Regions from separate parts of the Mus musculus genome. Here regions 1, 2 and 3 are each linked to region 4. A link is a contact called in public HiChIP or PLAC-seq data. All regions are on one chromosome and are shown on one strand. Each heading gives the region's core, a stretch centred on a gene start, on an enhancer-like site or on the middle of the called end of the contact. The rest is flanking DNA. Distances are from core to core; before and after follow the strand shown. Region 1 has its middle 34 kb from the start of Lpl. Region 2 holds the start of Ints10 (integrator complex subunit 10). Region 3 has its middle 25 kb from the start of Gm33103. Region 4 has its middle 150 kb from the start of Psd3.

Region 1 (2,700 bases), core at 102-2,601, 790 kb after region 4:
GTATATACATGCATATGAATGTGTATGTATATATGCATCTTTGTATGTGTGAGGGTGAAAGTGTGTGTATGTGTGTGTGTGTGTGTGTAGGCCCAAAGTTGACATCAGGTGACTTCTCCAATAGTTTTCTATTTATTGAGGAAGGGACTCTTGCTTTCACCAAACCTGGCTGGCTTTTATATGAGTGCTAGAGAATTGAAACCCTGCTGCTCACAGCTGCATGACAAGATCTTTATCCACTAGGCCACTTCATCTATAACTAGCATTTATAAGATCCACTGGCTTAAATGAAGGATCAGTCAATAATCCTTGACACTTCTGGACACGGGCAACCCATTGGTAGTGATCTGTGATGAGTGATACTGACATCTTGAGGGATGAAGGAAGTAAAGAGAGGATCAATTCAATTTGACAGATATTTACCAAGTACCTTCATTTCAGGCAGCTGTAAGATATTAGGGTCATGGTACCTCTTGCAGCTTTGCACAGTCACAGGGATGTATCCAGGAAAGCTGGCCTAGCACAGATCTTCATGTGTTTCATATGCTCAGAAGAAAATGCCTTTTGGCAACTCATCTGCTCAGAGTGGTGTCTTTAGTTAATTCATACAAAAAATGCTGCACATGCTGAAACTATACCAAATTATTGGCCTAAGGCCTCATGTAAATTACTAATGAAAGACTTAAAAATGTTAAAGGTTCCCAGAAAACTAGGATAAAACTGTGCTGCTATTTCATCCTGATGTTGTTGCCACCGTTGTGTTTCAAGAGATGGATGTTTGCCTGTCTGACCTTCTCAGATGAGCCTCGAGGGAGAGAGAACACTTGAACCAGCAAGATGGCTCACAGAGTAAAGGCACTTGCTGCCAATCCAGTCAAACTGAGCTCCATCCTAAGACCCTCATGGTAGCAGGAGACAACTGACTCCTATATGTTGTCCTCTGACCTCCACAAGTGTCCTGTGGTGTACACATGTGCATGTACACAAACACACACACGTAAAGCATTTTAGAGTCTCAAAGAATATAAAATAAATGTATTTACATTTTCACTACTATCTGTTCAATGAACTGATAAATAAAAGAATAATGACTATCATCATGAGTACTTTTTGAACTCTTGTTTAATACACAAAAATAATTTTTTCATTTCACTATGTTCTACACATGGTGGGAGCAACTGAAACTGACCTGTGTACTCAATTCTTTCTGGAAACAAGACATAGAAGATGTTCTTAAAATACATTGGTTAATTCATTGAATGAATTTCTCAAGAAGGCAACAGCCATGACTATTATTAGCATTAGGAAGCATTTTCTCCTATGTGTGCTTAAAAGGAAGGAAAAAATAGGAACTGAGATATTGTGCCTCCCCTCAGAAAGTCTATTTTAAAAAGGTGGGTGAGTTGAACTGGGGTTAAAAAGATAAAACTATGGAAAGCAGAAGTCAGAAAGAAGGGATTGGGACACCAACCCAGCCACAAAACCTTCCACCTACAATTTGTCTTGCCTGCAGAGCTTGCTGGAACCGGAGACTAGCAAAATGGTCATCAAAGAGACCAAAGAGACTTCATCCAGAAACTGATGGGAACAGATGCAGAGAATCTCAGCCAAACATTTGGCAGAAGTCAGAGGAGTCCTGTGGAGGAGGGGGAGGAAGGATTGGAGGAGCCAGAAGGGTCAGGGACACACCACAAGAATACAACCACACAATCAACTGACCAAAACTCATGAGAACTGGAAAGATCAGGGAACCTGGAGGGGTCTGACCTAGATCCTCTACATATATGTTAGGCTGAGTAGCTTAATGTTCTTGTTGAAATCCTTACAGTGTAAGCCGGGGCTCTCCCAGAGTCTTTTCCCTACTTGTGGGACCCTTTTCCTCCTGCTGGGTTGCCTTGTCCAGCCTTGATGTGATGATGTGTGCCTGGTCCTACTGTAGCTTGTTATGACGTGTTTGGTTGATGTTCCTGGGAGACCTGCTTTCTTCTGAGGGGAGAGTGGAGGAAAGGGAGTGGATCTGGAGGAGAGGGGAAGGGAGATAACCTGGGGGAGGGGGAAGAGGCTGAAGAGGCTGGAGGGAAGGGAGGGAGAGGAAACTGTGGTCAGGACGTAATAAATGAGAGGAGAAATTTTAAAAATGGAGAGAGGGAAAGAGAGAGGAGAGAGAGAAAGAGCGAGAGAGAGAGAAGGAAGAAGAAGAAGGAGGAGGAGGAGGACGAGGAGGAGGGAAGGAGGACGAGGAGGAGGAGAAGAAAGGTGTTTATGTTGTGTTGTTTTAATAGTGTAATATCTTTAACATATTTTTTCAACCTCTATGCATGCCAACATCATGAAAGGCAGTGTCAAATACTGAGGATAGAGATCCTACAGGCCGAATCAGAGTGTACATGACACTGTACACTTAGCACTTTGATATCCAAATAAAAGCTCTTAGATGTCTTCAGGATGCCTAGCACACTAATTATGAATATTCCTTCAGACATATAGAACATTTTATCTGAGTTGTGGAACCAATTATCTCAAAAATGACTGCAAGTCCAGGGGTGCATTGTAACACCACATAGAACATACATTGGGTGCCTCTGCCCATGATGAAAATATGTGAGAGTTTAGATGGAATCTTCTATCACATTCATGACAGCAGAATCATTCCTGTTAGATGGTACTTTCTGTGAGAAGGATTAGCATGAATGGCACAGT
Region 2 (2,700 bases), core at 15-2,514, 670 kb after region 4:
CTTGAAGGTTACTGGAGCTTCAAGTCTTCCAGGCTTAAAGATCCCTCCTAAAAAGCTTATCTGGAAGAAGACAGTTAGGTCAGATATCAGAGATGATGTAGATGTTTATTGCCCCAAATAGTTTTGTTTCGTAGCCTATGTCCCTTCTCTTCACAAATAATCTTTGACATAAACAAAGCTTCATCCAAGAACTGCAATTCACTATTGTAATGTTTATATTCATATTTATTTTTAATATCTGTATTTTTTACTTAAATAAGTAAATTCCTAATTTCTTTGTTAAAGAAAAAAAAATTAATCAGAACAGGCACATGTCCTTAATTCCAGCACTTTGGAGATGGAAGTCAGGAATCAGGAGTTTAAGATCATCCTCGTATACTTGCCAAGTTTAAGGTCAGCTTGGGCCATGACCGAATGTCTCAAAGGAAAAAAGAAAAGAAAACCAGCTCTGAATTCTTCGATGTCCTGGTTTTAAGTGGCAAATGATGGCTACAGTTGATAGGAACTATATACAAACACCTATAAGAAATATATATATATACATGCACTTAGACGGAAAACCAAAGCTAGCAATTCACTTTCCGGACACTTCCAATTCAATAAATGAATATTGCCTTGTCAACAGAACAGGGGGACTGTTTTGTTATTGTGGTTGTTCAAATGCAAAACCAAAGCCAGGATTTCGGTACCGATTTATACTGCAGCTATTTTCCATTGTTCAAATGATCAAAGTTTTTTTGTTTTTTTTTTGTTTTTTTGTTTTTTTTTGTTTTTGTTTTTGTTTTTTTTTTTAACTCTTGCAGAGCAGGTGGTTCGGACATCCAGCCGAGCATCTTCTAAATGCTAATTTTTCCGTATAGGAGAAAAAGAATAAGATTCAGGCGAAATAATGCCTGGGGCAGGGGCAAAGATGTTGGCAAAGCTCAAAAGCAACAGGCGATCCAGGGTCTTTCCGCATGCGAGGGTGGGGTCGTCTTGCACAGTCCAGGCCCAGCCCTCCGCGACACTTCGAAACTACACCTTAACCCTGGGCACCAGGTTTATTTACACCGAAGGACCGCCGCTCCGTGTCTGAGCGTGTCGCGGACCTTCAAACCCGGGCTGGAATCAAAGGAGAACGCAAGAACCTGGAGCACAGGGTTGCCGACTCTGACGCTTACTCCCAGGCGGTCAGCGGCGCGCTACCATCGACGGATGGCAATCCGAGTAATGAAAATCCAGGTCTCCGTAGTTTCCATAGGACTCTACAGAACCTCTGCGGCCTGTGGTTGGCTGGTCTCTGGGCATGCGCAGTGGCCACCTGGGGGTTGGCGGCGCCCTAGTGTCGCCTACTGGAAGGGCAAAAACCCGGGACCATGTCGGCCCAGGGCGACTGTGAGTTTCTGGTGCAGCGAGCCCGGGAACTAGTGCCCCAGGACCTGTGGGCAGCCAAGGCATGGCTGATCACGGCCCGCAGCCTCTACCCGGCCGACTTCAACATCCAGGTGAGTCAGACCCGGCGCGTCCGCACGCGCGGAAGAGAGCGTTTGGCCGAGCCCAGTGGCCCTGGGCGCTTTGCGCGGCCGCTGTCCCCCTCCCCACGTTGCTCCTACCCTGCTCCACAGGACAGTTGACCAACCTTTTCCCCAGCACCTGCAAAGGCGGAAACCATACAGTAAATCCGGGTCTGGTTGATCCTGTACAGTGCATCTTTGCCACTAGGGCCCAGGGCATTCATTCATTGATCATGGTAGCAGCCATCTGTTCAGTTGCTGCTTCTTTGGGGACGTTTCTACTCCACTTGATCCTAGAAGCCCTGCAGATGGGGTGAATTCTGGGCCACCAGGCTCTCATTTCCCTTCGTGGGTGTTCTGGGTGAAGGCCCACCTCTGAGCAGTGCTGCAGGTGGGCTGGAGCTGGACCAGCTACCACCGTGGAAGCCGTTGACCCTGTCTGCCTTGTTTCAGTATGAAATGTACACCATCGAACGGAATGCCGAGAGGACTGCCACCGCAGGGAGGTTGCTGTATGACATGTGAGTTAACTGGGATCGTTCTGGGAGCTATTGTTGATATCTGAAGGGGTCCTCTTCAGATATGAACAATTGATAGTAGCAGTCGGGGCTCTGCAAGATCATCCTCTTCCCTGGTACCCAGAATTCAGGCCTTAATTGCCAACAGGCGTTCTACAGAGACGACTTTTTAATTCTTGTATTTTAATCCCCAAATTTGTAGCCAGTGATTTATCATAGGCTCATTACAAACATTCAGACAGCAATTGATAGAATGAAATGTGAAATCCCTTCTAACCCAGAGCTAAGTTTTGTGTGTCTCCATATGTATACATACATACACTGGGTAGCTGATAAAAGCGAGGCCATTCTACCCTGAAGTGTACTTTCATAACCCGCTGTTGTGGACCCTCTGGGTCTAGTCTATAGAGACAACTGATGTTCTTAATGGCCATGTATCATTTTCTGGGTGCATGGTTAATTTCCAATTTATTTATGTTTGGAATGTCAGTGAGTAATTCTGCACCCATATTTTGATGTTTTGTAGCTAAGGGATATGTACAATTCATCATCTATCAAATTACTCTTTAAAAAGGATAGCCTAAATATCTGTTTCCACAAATTATATATATGTATGTATATATATATATATATATATATATATATATATATATATATACATATATATTTATATGTGTATATATATGAAT
Region 3 (2,700 bases), core at 20-2,519, 910 kb after region 4:
TTTCCTCTTCTTCTTCTTCTTTTTTTTTTTTTAATTTTATCTTGTTTTTTATTTTTATTTTATTTTGTCTCCCCAACCCAGGTCCTTCGCATATATACTAGGTTTCCAGTTTATTGTTTTTGTTTTTTTTTTCTTATTGTTTTTGGTTTTTGAGGCAGTGTTTCTGTGTAGCCCTGGCTGTCCTGCAGCTCATATAGATTAGCTGGCTTCAAACTCAGAGATCTGCTTTACTCTGCCTCCTGTGTGCTGGGATTAAAAGTGTGTGCCACCACATCTGGCCAGTTTACTGGTTTTATGAGATTCTGAGTATGCAAATAACAAGTGGATCTATTTCTTATGCTTTTAATTTTTTTTGTGTGTGTGAAGAGCTCTTTTCTTCTGTTTTGTGTTTTGTCCTATTCCAATGTTAGCTTTGGTTTTATCTTATTATATTTTTTTACTATCCCTTAAAGGTCCCTTTGTTTTCTAATAAACAACAGAAATGGAATAGATCCAGCTGGGAAAGGAAGTGGGAAGGGCTGAGGAGGAGGAAGAAGAGGAAGAAGAGGAGGAGAGGAGGAGGAAGAAGAAGAGGAGGAGGAGGAGGAGAGAAAACTTTTATCAGGACACATTATGTGAGAAGATAATCTATTTTAAATAAAAAGGAAATGCCAAAATTAATTAATTAATTAATTAATTAATTAATTAATTAAAAACAAAAAATAAAAGTATATAATTCTCTGATTTTTCTTAAGCTTTCATCCTCTTTACATACATGCATGTGTGTATATGTCTGTATTTATTTTTCTATTGCTACTAGAACAAATCCTACAAACTCAGTGGCTTAAAACAATACATCTTTTTCAAAACTCTTACTGTTCTGTAGAATAGAAATCCAAAATAAATGTCGCTGGGCTAAAATCCACGAGATGGCAGGAGGCACTCTTCTGCAGGATCAGAGTTCTGAAGAATCTGTGTCTGCGCTTTTCCCAGCTATCTGAGACCCCCATGTTCTCACAGCCCCTTCCACCTTCAGAATCCTTCTGACCCTTCTCTGGCCACACTTCACACTCGCACATTGGCTGGGACAGGTTCCCTTCCCTTAAAGATTCCATTTCTTAGATACAATCTGTCTCCTTCTCTCCCCCGCCCCCAACCCAACCCCAGAATCTGAAGACATATAATCACACCTGTAAATTTCCATGTTGTTGAGGCTCAGGCAAAGATACCCTGGGATGGTGCTTTGATCCACTATCAGGCCTGAGAAGTTGCTCAGAATGCAGGTTCCTCTGACCTTGTCTGCTTTCTCTCCTGAGCACAGGAACAGGCTCACTCTGGAACTCACTTATCTGACCAAAGGGAGAAGTGCAATTGTCTTAAAAACCTCTCCCTAAGCATCCCATCAAATAACCAGGGAAGATTAACTACTGGGGACAGAGACTAGCCATCTCCACACCTCCTGCCCAGACAGCTTTTCCAGTTTTTCCTCTCTAGCACATGGATGAACTCCAGCGCTGAGCTGCACCTCCAGCCTCCCCACCCCCTTGCCTTTTCATCTATTCTTCTGAGGACAACTCCTGGAGATTGCTCAAGAGCCTTTATCTACCCACCCCGCCAACCTTTGTTCCTCTCGCACATTCCTTTCCCTACCTCTCCCACTGCTTGCTGACAACACCCTCCCCTCCCGAGGATTCCAAGCTTCTCCCTATCCGAGTCTCCTTTCTTCTCTACAGCTGGAGAATTATGAAAGACTTGACCATCAGATCCTTTAGAGGAGACTAATCCTTTGTTCTGGTTTTGCCCAGTCATACACTCCCTCCTCTGCTCCTTGCAGCAACACGGGACAGCCAGAGTAAGTTTGTTACTAAGACACATAAAGGCTTTTCCATGGCAGACACCATCCAGATTAAGTCTGGACTCTAGGCTTCTGTCCATTGTATATATCTTGGTTATCTCCTAAAGGAATGTGCCAGAAACAATCTACCAATGTCTACCAAACATTACTCAAAAGCAGACAGCATTAACAAGGATAACTGGCTTAAAAGAGAAGGTGCTCAGACTTGGGAGCCAAGTTGGTCTGAGTTCAATAAGGCTCTGCTATTTGTTGTACGAGAAGTGACTATCTGAAATCAAGCTGATCATTTTACATCTGACTCAGTTTTTCATCTGCACAATGGTACCATCATGCCAAATCCAGCAGGATGAAGTGAGAGGCCCTTTAAGAGTACCACATATCATGAAGTTCTAACTGAAAAGGAATCTTAGTTGAGAAATGGATGAAAGTCAATATTTCTTTGAAAGTCAACACAATTAATTAATGGGGACAGAACGCAGAGGTTTGTAGGAGTGGGTGAGTCACCGGGAAGAAGTGTGAGGAGACTGTTGTCTTTGAAGGCTTACAAGTGTATGCTTTCTTTATCAGAAAAGTATATATATATATATATAAAACAAATTTATCAGTACTCACTCAAAACTTACACATGTTGGATGTGTTACACTCCAATTATTTAAAAAAAAATTGAAGAGGAGAGAAGCAAAGGAGAAAAGAGTATTTTCCCAAAAAACACTTGGGAAGCTGGGAAGCTGGGTGGGTGAGGAAATCTTAGCTCGGGAGACAAGACAATGATCTCAGCTCTCTAACCCTGCCCACCACACCCTTCTAAGTGTCCTTGTACCACTTGTGGGTTTTGGAGCCTAAGGAAGAGGGAGAGAGCCTCATGC
Region 4 (2,700 bases), core at 32-2,531:
ACAGCTAGTATAATGGCTGGCTCCTCTCCCCACCACCATCCCCTGTCTGTGAACCTCCTTGTAGTTCCTTCTGCTCCTGTCTTATAAAGTATGCCCTCCCTTACTCAACCTTCCTAGGCAAAAATCTTGAGAAACTGATATCCATTGTCTGCTTTAGCACAGGATGCTATCAATGGCTGGGAAGAGCCAAAAGAGTACTGTAGCGGATAGGCACCTCCGTTCCTGAGGTACAGGTGACCTACAAGAGTGGCACAGAGTCAGAATTTCCATTCTGTGCCCTGTCTCCAAAATCTAGAGAATCCCAGGTTCTTACCTTGAGAGGCACAGCAGCAGGTGGGGCCAGGCAACTCTGGCTGATCTGAATGGTGGGGCAATATCTGAAGAGCTGTGCCCTTGTTGCCAGCACTGTGGTACCTATGTCTTCTTCACAGTTCTTTGGGAGTACCTCTTGGTTTACAGTCCCTCTCCTCTGGAGTGCCCTTTTGCCCCTGTCAGCTGCATAGGACAGGGTGCTTTGTGGAACTGAGAATTCGATGGCATTCCTGGCTTCTGGGTCCATATCCCACAGGTCCCCGTGGGCAGAAATGACTGGCCGGTGCTTCCAGCCTATGGAAGGACTGCTGTTTCTATCATTCAGTGTAGGAGCTGGGCTAGCAAGCCTACATGGCAGTTGTTGTGGTAGGCCAAGTTTCCTAGAAGCAGGGACCAGGCAACGCCTACTATGTGGGGATCCACAAACCCCACTCCTCTTTACATGCAGATTCTGAGATTTCTCTGTTTCTTCCTTCTTTTCCTTCAGTGAGTAGCAATCGAAAGCAGCTGGTCTCAGTGTTCCAGGGCCTTCCCCGGGCAGGAGACTCGAAGGCGATGGAGCTAAGCCCTGCGTACATCTGAAGTTCCAGGGAGCAGAGAAGAAGCTTGCTCTGGGACTTGGGAAAATGTGTCCCTCCTCCAGGCCCCCTGGGGCTGCTGTTGCGACTGCGGTTGCTGGAGAAGGGGCGGGGAGAGTTTGGGTAGCTTGGGTTGGTGGGGGCTGCAGCTGGATGAAAAGGAAGGAAGTTTTCATCTGCTGTGGCTGAGGCTGCTCGGCCATTTCCTCCAAGGGAGCAGAGCCAGTCCTCGCCAGGGTTTCAGACCTCAGTGTCTCAGCAGCTGCAGGCAGACATGACTCAGCCCCATGGCTTTACCATCAGTCTGTGGAAGGAAACAACACACCTTTAGCACCCAGGGGGACTCTTCAATGGGCTGAGGGCCAGAGAATTGTGTTTGCTGGAGAACTGGACTCTGCTCAGAGTCACAAAAGCAAACATTGGTGGAGAACAGCATACAAGTGACAGATGTGTGTGTGTGTGTGTGTGTGTGTGTGTGTGTGTGTGTGTGAGTGAATCAAGACAGACTTCCACACCTATGTCCAAATGGAATCACTTATTTACCTTTAACTGTTCCTTCTATTGATTAATCCTAAGTTATTTTGACTATTCCTGTGATTTGGAGTATGATCTGAAAGACGGTATGTGGTTTATAAATGAAACTTTCAGCAAACATTGAGATGGACTTTCAGTCTCCTTTGCCTGTATAAGTGAGACAGTTTTGAACAATTGGGACTCTTCATGAAGCTTTGCTTTAAGGGCTACAGTAGCTTCAGGGGACCCATGCTGGTAGGTCTCGTGGCCCAGGCCAAAGTATTAAATATTATAGTTTGATGTATTGCCCCCCCAAATTCAAACGTTGCTGAAATGACTGAGAGGAGGGACTTCTGAGAGGCCATTAGAGTCTGTGTATTCCCCACCCCCAGCCCTGTGCATTTGGATCCTAAAGAGGCTTTTGGGGGAACCCAGATAGCGCTATCAGTGGCCCTTTTAATTTGTGAACTTATTGTAGCAGTGACAAATATGTCTATTCTAAGTTGTATGAGCTGGAATATGGGAAATGCAGAGAAAGAGATGATGGTCAGGAGCTGAAGGGAGGGCTGGCTTGGAAAGCCTATGTAGGAAACCTTCACAAGAATTCATTAAATATCGGAGTGGGGGGCGTCTACTAAAGGAGTGTTGGTCCTGGGTAAGAAGTAGGGGGTAAGAAACAGAGAAATCATGGTTATTATTGTATATAAATAGCATTTTGATTGAAAAGATAAAACTTTGGTGGCAAACGTTTCTCCAACTCTTCCTTCCACTTAAAGAAAACTTTTAATTGTCTCTAAGACTAGCTAATCATTCCTAGTTTACAAGTTTGCTATTGATGTAGGGATTAAATAAATAGTACGAGGTGCACAACCAATTCTCAGTAACTATTAGCTGCTCCTCTTGGAATGTACCTATACATTTGAAGCTTTGAAGAAATTTGTTCATGTAGCAAAATAATTAAAATATAATATATGTCGATATATACATCCTAATACACAAATGAGCACATGTGTATTGTTTTTGCCTATATTAGGTAGCCATTTACATATTTTTATGCTTTCTGTCTGAAAAGACAGGAAAGACTCTAAAACTAGAGGAATTACTGGTGAGAGTCAGCAGTGAATTTGGGGTTAGGAGACATAAGTTTGAGTTTCAGAGTAAACATCTATTAAGTGTGATTCACTTTGAACCTCATTGAACTTATTTATAAAACAGCAAAATAAATGTCTATCCTTCCCACTTGACAGAACTCTTTTACAGATCAGATATGGTAATCTATATAAGAATAATTTGTAAG

The links. HiChIP or PLAC-seq counts read pairs in DNA pulled down with a chosen protein or histone mark.
Region 1: an H3K4me3 HiChIP or PLAC-seq map of bone marrow-derived macrophages shows a contact between it and region 4, with 6 times the contacts expected there. The contact joins two enhancer-like sites. A contact is called at or near these places in 2 of 115 datasets of contacts at active chromatin or transcription factors (bone marrow-derived macrophages and embryonic stem cells).
Region 2: an HNF4G HiChIP or PLAC-seq map of pancreatic cancer cells shows a contact between it and region 4. The contact joins the promoter of Ints10 here to the enhancer-like site in region 4. A contact is called at or near these places in 3 of 39 promoter capture datasets (the C10 cell line, cranial neural crest and hippocampal neurons) and 7 of 115 datasets of contacts at active chromatin or transcription factors (astrocytes, bone marrow-derived macrophages, embryonic forebrain and 3 more).
Region 3: a contact with region 4 is called in a FOXA1 HiChIP or PLAC-seq map of pancreatic cancer cells. The contact joins two enhancer-like sites. A contact is called at or near these places in 7 of 484 Hi-C or Micro-C datasets (the Ba/F3 cell line, the C10 cell line, the HPC-7 cell line and 3 more), 4 of 115 datasets of contacts at active chromatin or transcription factors (bone marrow-derived macrophages, extraembryonic endoderm stem cells, pancreatic cancer cells and 1 more) and 1 of 9 other capture datasets (embryonic stem cells).

The regions. Positions count from the first base shown.
Region 1 is chr8:68,913,345-68,916,044 of GRCm38.p6, forward strand. No RefSeq gene overlaps it. Among named protein-coding and RNA genes, the nearest start is that of Lpl, 34 kb to the left of the region's middle. Within about 2 kb of position 1,352, at least 21 of the 459 cell types and tissues checked have an H3K27ac peak or open chromatin away from gene starts, as enhancers often do. A contact at or near this core is called in bone marrow-derived macrophages, where this site is marked.
Region 2 is chr8:68,792,665-68,795,364 of GRCm38.p6, forward strand. It overlaps Ints10 (integrator complex subunit 10), which reads left to right and starts at 1,265. Exons shown (of 17, transcript NM_027590.4): 1 at 1,265-1,484; 2 at 1,947-2,014. The coding sequence starts at 1,356.
Region 3 is chr8:69,026,337-69,029,036 of GRCm38.p6, forward strand. No RefSeq gene overlaps it. Among named protein-coding and RNA genes, the nearest start is that of Gm33103, 25 kb to the left of the region's middle. Within about 2 kb of position 1,270, at least 43 of the 459 cell types and tissues checked have an H3K27ac peak or open chromatin away from gene starts, as enhancers often do. A contact at or near this core is called in pancreatic cancer cells, where this site is marked.
Region 4 is chr8:68,120,435-68,123,134 of GRCm38.p6, forward strand. It overlaps a transcript of Psd3 not described here. Among named protein-coding and RNA genes, the nearest start is that of Psd3, 150 kb to the left of the region's middle. Within about 2 kb of position 1,282, at least 128 of the 459 cell types and tissues checked have an H3K27ac peak or open chromatin away from gene starts, as enhancers often do. A contact at or near this core is called in bone marrow-derived macrophages and pancreatic cancer cells, where this site is marked.